2 separate regions of the Bombyx mori genome follow, and region 1 is linked to region 2. Evidence: chromatin contacts called from public Hi-C data. All regions are on one chromosome and are shown on one strand. Each heading gives the region's core, a stretch centred on a gene start, on an enhancer-like site or on the middle of the called end of the contact. The rest is flanking DNA. Distances are from core to core; before and after follow the strand shown.

Region 1 (3,475 bases), core at 155-2,654, 43 kb before region 2:
TAGTTCATGACATTAATTTACTTTTTTATTTTCATTTGAACAGGGTAAGGAACTAGAAAAAATTTTCAAAGAGGAAGGTGTCATAGATGATGAATTGGATGGAGATATAAAGAGTGAAGTAGTCATGGACTCTAAGTCTACTTCTCAAGAAGAAGAAGTGATCGGACATAGAGAGGACTCCGGTGAACTAGTTGTCGTTGTGAAAGGCAAAGGACGTGGTAGACCTAAAGGTGAGAATCATTCCTTACAATAATTAGCTGACCCGGTAGACTTCGTAGTGCCTCAATCGATAAATAAAAGACCTAAACTTTTGTATTAAATAAACTTAAAACAAACAAAAGGAATCCGTCCAAAGGAGGACACATCAAAGGAAAACCAAAATTGTTATTTTTATTTAATTCTGAGCATTTTCATATTTATCTACCTTTTAAACCTTCTCTGGACTTCCACAAATAATTCAAGACCGAAATTAGCCAAATAGGTCCAGCCGTTCTCGTGTTTTAGCGAGACTAATGAACAGCAATTCATTTTTATAGATACAATACTGTAAAATATGTAGATTTTTCTTATTCATCCAGTTTAGTGAATTTAAGGATATTTATTACACAGAATATATAAAGAAGTAAAAAAATACTTTGTGTGTAATGCTTATTACATTAGAGAAACTTATACCAAATGAGTGTATAGATTGTACATTTTCACAAGGAATCATATTTCCATATTACTAAAATCACACGAATTTACAATGCATAACATTGTAGAAGTTATTTCAAAATTACTACTAATTTTATTATTATAGCTGTGAAGCAGCAGTGACTTTATGGTTTAACAGTAAAGCTGCTATGCTATACAATCCAATTCGCTCTGAAGTATAAGATAGCCCTATTATCATCATTTGTAAAATAAAATGTCTTCACTAATCAATCATCAAGTAGGTAAAATAATTTTTTTTTTGTTGCTTAGATGGGTGGACGATCTCACAGCCCATCTGGTGTTACGTGGTTACTGGAGCCCATAGACATCTACAACGTAAATGCGCCACCCGTCTTGAGATATAAGTTCTAAGATCCCAGTATAGTTACAACGGCTGCCCCACCCTTCAGACCGAAACGCATTACTGCTTCACGGCAGAAATAGGCAGGGTGGCGGTACCTACCCGTGCGGACCTCACAAGTAGTTCTACCACCGGTGATTACGCAAATTATAGTTTTGCGGATTTGATTTTGATTACACGATGTTATTCCTTCACCGTGGAAGTCAATCGTGAAGTAAGAGCAGTCGTGAGCGGTGAGTGTGGTGACGTGTCGGTTTGGTTGCGCCAGGTCGGCTCCGGCCCAAGCAGGAGCAGTGCGCCATCTGCGGCGCGTCGTACTCGTGCGTGGGGCGCTACATGTCGCACGTGGCGGCGCACGGGCCCGTGCTGTACCAGTGCGCCGCCTGCCTGCTGGCGCTGCCCAACCGCCTCACCTTCACGCAGCACCAGCGCGACCACGCGCACGCCGGACAGCGCGTCATCCCCTGCACCGCGCGACAACTGGTAACTCTCTCCCACCGGCCGCCTCTGGGCCTGCGAACTTAACCTTGCTGTGATTATGTGAATCATAGAGGGCGTAAGGGAACTGTTTTCAAAATGGAACGAGAGCAGTAAAGTACTGTAACCAAACGATTTTGCCTTTATTACACAATATATTTTTAAACGTAAAGGGGAATGCCCTCTCTCCATGGTATGCTGGGCCCAAAAATGGATAGCAAATCTAATATATAAAATTCTCGTGTCACAATGTTCGTTCCCATACTCCTCCGAAACCGCTTGACCGATTCTCATGAAATTTTTTATGCATATTCAGTAAGCCTGAGAATCGGCTACTATCTGTTTTTCATACCCCTAAGTGATTAGGGGTATGAAAAACCCCTAACATATATTTTTTTTATTTGGACATTTTTTATTGTTATAATGAGGTATTATGTGGTTGAATGAGGTTTTGTTATTTTTATTATATATTCCCTCATCGTTCACAGCACTACATACCTCTTTCACTCATTTACCACATCCTTACACACTTACAATAAGTTTTTTTTTTCTACACTAGAAATTCCCTAGAAATCTTATATATGGCAAAACAATGTTTGCCGGGTCAGCTAGTATTACTATAAAAATGGACTGCTTCAAATTTTTAAATGTATTGGATATCTAAAAAATATATTGAAATTGACGCCACTATTATAAAAATAAAATAAAAAATTGTTTTGAGTTTAATTTTCTATATAAATAAGTGAAACGTTATTGATCAGTATCCGTAATCGAATGTAGCTGTGATCCTCAACTCCTGAGCCAAAGTCGTCGTTGAAGGGAGGATAAAATCCATAAAAAAAAGGCAGTAAAATAAATCGAAGAAAAATCAAAACACATCCATTTTGAACGTAAGCACAAGCGGCAAGCGAAGTGTCAGTCAGTCAAATTAAATTCAGTGTTATCAGTATATTATAATATAATTACATTAAATCGATTTATTGATTATTTTTTTACAATAACCGATAATTGATTTATTTTTCTTAATCTTTTTTTTTACGAGTTCACAATATATTTTATTTTTTGGTTTTTGTTGTATTTAAATAACAAAGTAACCAAACAACCACTAAAGTCCAACGAGTATGGCTTTGATGTTATTTTATGTGCTTATAATCGATTAAAATCTATTGATTAAAGATAATACTTAAAATGTTTTATTTATATACTTAAAAAAATATTTACTTAATACATTAAAGGCTTTGATGCTGGCAATATTTTTCCCGCAAAAATCAAAAAACTTGTTTTTTTCAATAGAGTTACTTTTTTTTTAACCACTTATGGTAAACTGTAGTGGCGCTCATGTGGAAGAAAGTAAATGCATATTTATTTATTCCAAAATTAATGCACTGAGTATTTTTTCTCTAATCTATTGTCCACTTTGGGCCTGAAGTGGGCATTCCCCTTTCACATTTATAACTTTCGTCAGTTTGTCATTGTTTTGTATTGATGATCACTTTATTGGTGCAACTTAATAAATAAATAAATAACTTTCAGGCCGAAGCTCAAGAAAAATTGGAGTCTTCAAATCAAATGGGAATCGTATCGATTGAAAACATCGCGAAAGACACTGCAGCATCCGCTGATGCGCTGCCGGACCTCGACCCGGAGCCACCGGGCACCACCACGGGGCAGGCAGAGATTGTGAATGACAACGCACCGAAAACGGAACCGGTCGATCCGCTCGGCGCCGATGCCACTGAGGACCTAGACACTAATGGTTCTTTTTTATTTTTTTATTGCTTAGATGTGTGGACGAGCTCACAGCCCACCTGTTGTTAAGTGGTTACTGGAGCCCATAGACATCTACAACGTAAAGGCGCCACCCTCCTTGAGATATAAGTTTTAAGGTCTCAGTATAGTTACAACGGCTGCCCCACCCTTCAAACCGAAACGCGTTACTGCTTC
Region 2 (3,542 bases), core at 507-3,006:
TATGCAAACGTTTTTATATAGACATGCCAAAATAAAAACATTGTGAATTTATTTTTAAAAGCGTCATTAAAATGACTGGGTAGTTACTCTATTTTAAGGGTTATTGAGGTAGATTAAGAAAATCTTTACAATTACTTAAAATCTAACGGATAAATATGATGATAATCTACGAAATAAAAACAAACATTACTGAAAATCTACAAAAAAATACAGAACTACATGGTAGCGAAAACACGTAAACGACAACAAATACAGTTCTTTCAAAAACCGAAATAAAAAACCTTAAGACTAGATGTACATCTTGCTAAAATTACTCGCTAATGAGTATAAAAAAATATTGGGCTCTCCACCGCTAGTTTCATTTTTCTAGAGCAAAAAAACTTCAAGAAGTCATACTATGCAATAATCTTTGTTTACTTCGCTTTGGAAAACTGAAAAATTTTAATGCGGTAATTTTTTTACGTGTTTTTTTTTTCGTTTACGCTATTCTGATTTACTTATGTGTTTTTTTTTAAACTAATTTTAATGGCATTACTATGCGTGACATATTATAATATAAAACTAGTGACGTGCTCACGCGTTGCGATCGAAAGGATTGGAGAATTATTATTATTCACAAGAAAGATATTTATTATACTATGGCGAGCAATACCATATTAAGCAATGAAAAATGCAGAACAGCATTTATCAACTGTTATATTAATCGTGTGACAACACTACCGTAACTACGAAATAATATCGATGAATATACTTTAAAAAAAGTCTTGGGAGTCATATGGACATAACGTCAACGACTCCTACTGTATAGTCTCGTTAATGAGAAAGTGCGCCCAAAAAAAGCTTATCCATGCAAACCCAGTTTATAAGCAAAATAAAAGCGTATCAGGTTAACATATACTATTATAATTAAGAATATCTATACAAGAGTAAACAGACGGTACAGAAAGCAGAGCATAGAAAAAACAGAGGTGACATATAAAAATTAAAAGTGTTTAAAGAGACACGCAAAACAAAAAACACGTTCACACACAGACACACACAGCAATAAAACAAAACTGCAAACAGCCACTACTCGTCTTCGTCGTGAATAAGGCAGAAATCAGTGTATCAAAGTAAATAACTGAACTGAATTGATTGGGTTTAATGTTAGTTTAGACGTCATTCAAAATATAGTGAGAATCGAGAGACAAGGGATTTTCTTTAGAAATACATAGGTATTTTAACTGTACAACTGATTAAGTAAAAGAAAATGAATGTCCTTTTTTTATAGCTTAAATGGTTGGACGAGCTCACAGCCCACCTGGTGTTAAGTGGTTACTGCGACCCATAGACATCTACAACGTAAATGCCGCCACCCACTCTGAGATTTGAGTTCTAAGGTCTCAGTATAGTTACAACGGCTGCCCCGCCCTTCAAACCGAAACGCATTATTGCTTCACGGCAGGTTTGATTTTTACCACACGATGTTATTCCTTCACCGTGGAAGTCAATCGTGAACATTTGTTAAGTACGTATTTCATTAGAAAAATTGATACCCGCCTGCGGGATTCGAACATTGGTACTTCGCTAGATACGAATGCACCGGACGTCTTATCCTTTAGGCCACGACGACTTCGCCGTGTGCGGCGAGTCCATATAAAATGTGTAAAATTTACAGGAAATATGGCGGTGGCGGCGTCTCATGGTTGTGGCCAGTGGCCCGTGTGCGGCGACTCTAAGGGAAAATGAACGTTCACAAGTGTAGTAGTGTATGTGTGTAGTGTGTAGTGTCGGTGCATGTGTGTAGTGTCGGTGTATGTGGGTAGTGTTGGTGTATGTGTGTTGTGTGTAGTGTCGGTGTATGCGTGCAGTGGCGGTCGGCGCGTGTACCTGCGAAGGGCACGGCGTGGTGCAGGTCGTGCGGCGGGCGGTCGGGGCGCAGGTCGGGGATGGGCGAGGGCGCGGGGGCGGGCAGGGCGCGGCGCGGCCGCACGCCGTGCTCGTTGCACGCCTCGCGCTCTGCGCACACCGCACCGTCACTACCGCCACGCGCTACCCACGCGCGACCCGCATGACACACATTTGTACACCAAGCAATACCATCCATCACCGCCTCGATGCAACCGACACACATACAAACTCATAATCACCAATCATTCTTCGATGCAACCAACACACTGTTGAGTCTCTATATCGGGCAAGGATTAAAAAGACACGTGTTCAGTTAAGTCACTAACGTATATTGGGATAACAACCTAACGTGCTATCGACAGCCCGACAATCCCGAGACTGACGTAGCATCATTGCAATATAATTACCGCTAACACATACATATAATTATTGGTTGCTTTAGGGACATTTGTGGTCCCTACAACACATATAAACCAACACAATCATTCTTCATCAACAGAAACGATAAATAAAACTCTCACACAAAACATGTTCGAAAGACATGTCTGTCTCGCGTTTGTGTAGCCCAACTAAATAAAACTTCACATATTTATCTCGATTATGGCACGCCCAACAAATTTCACAATCGCCAAAACACAATCCCAACACAATCCAAAAAAAGCACACCATGATTCTCTTATACCAAATCCTTGTTACGCATACAGACATAAAACTTAATTCAATGTTTGTACAATTTACAGGATGCGTAAAACGGAACGTGATAATTTAATTGTTCGACGTAATTCACAAACACGTGAACGTTTTCGATCACCCTGTCTTGACTCGGCGTGTTCGATGCGAAAACAACGAAACTGTCCAATAACGTTTATCGAGTAAAAGAGTAGTAAAGCACTGAACAAGGTGTTGTCGTCACTTTCTCTCAGTGTTCTTAGTGCGAGTTTTTTAACGTTCTCGATCGCGTAAAAGTTAACTCAAACTCGTATGGAGTTGGAACAGCGCCCCTAGCGGCAAAACTTGGAGTTAAAAAACTCGCACTGAGCGAACAGAACTGTTTTATGTTGGTCAGCAACTCTTTACACGTTAAAATAAAGCTCGTTAATAACGTTAATATAAATCGTTGTAAACTCGCGCAATAAAAGCGTCAAGCATCATACGGCGCAAGCAAGACAGGGCGACAAGAAACCAAACTGCAGCTTCGCCAATCTGAGCCACTTCCTAACTCAACTTACCGTCGACGACTTCATTAGCGCAATGCCAGACTTAAAAAAAAATACACGGATAACAAAAAAAAATCATTCAACAGCCGAAAATTATTTTATATATATTTTTTTAATAGAAAGGAAACGTAAGCATTACTTATTACCGCGTCCATAAATATTATACTTTTTTTTTTAATACTAATATTAGTATGCGTTTTTGATATTATGACCACATACTCCCATCGAGTCTAGCATGCAAGAGCCGGGACGAGGATCACGGACTGGATTGTTTAGATTAGACAATAATTCTCTCGTGTACTCACCGCTTCCCGGGCACTTTACTGATTTGACCGGATGAACTTCTAGCACGTTGAACAGGTCGGCGAGCATCGCTACTAAATTTTGTTTCATTGACCTGAAATAATTTAAATACATATTTTAATATATTAATTT

What was found. A called contact is a pair of places that touch in the nucleus more often than the background predicts.
Region 1: a contact with region 2 is called in a Hi-C map of whole pupa, with 5 times the contacts expected there. The contact joins two enhancer-like sites. A contact is called at or near these places in 4 of 7 Hi-C or Micro-C datasets (middle silk gland, posterior silk gland and whole pupa).

The regions. Positions count from the first base shown.
Region 1 is chr4:16,145,405-16,148,879 of ASM3026992v2, reverse strand. It overlaps LOC101736493 (zinc finger protein 271), which reads left to right. Exons shown (of 18, transcript XM_038010626.2): 5 at 44-230; 6 at 1,323-1,537; 7 at 3,065-3,287. Among protein-coding and RNA genes, the nearest start is that of Mir3267c, 2.8 kb to the right of the region's middle. Within about 2 kb of position 1,404, at least 3 of the 8 cell types and tissues checked have open chromatin away from gene starts, as enhancers often do.
Region 2 is chr4:16,102,450-16,105,991 of ASM3026992v2, reverse strand. LOC101737740 (patronin) reads right to left here. Exons shown (of 26, transcript XM_062668373.1): 6 at 3,413-3,504; 7 at 1,870-1,998. Among protein-coding and RNA genes, the nearest start is that of Mir3267c, 40 kb to the left of the region's middle. Within about 2 kb of position 1,756, at least 6 of the 8 cell types and tissues checked have open chromatin away from gene starts, as enhancers often do.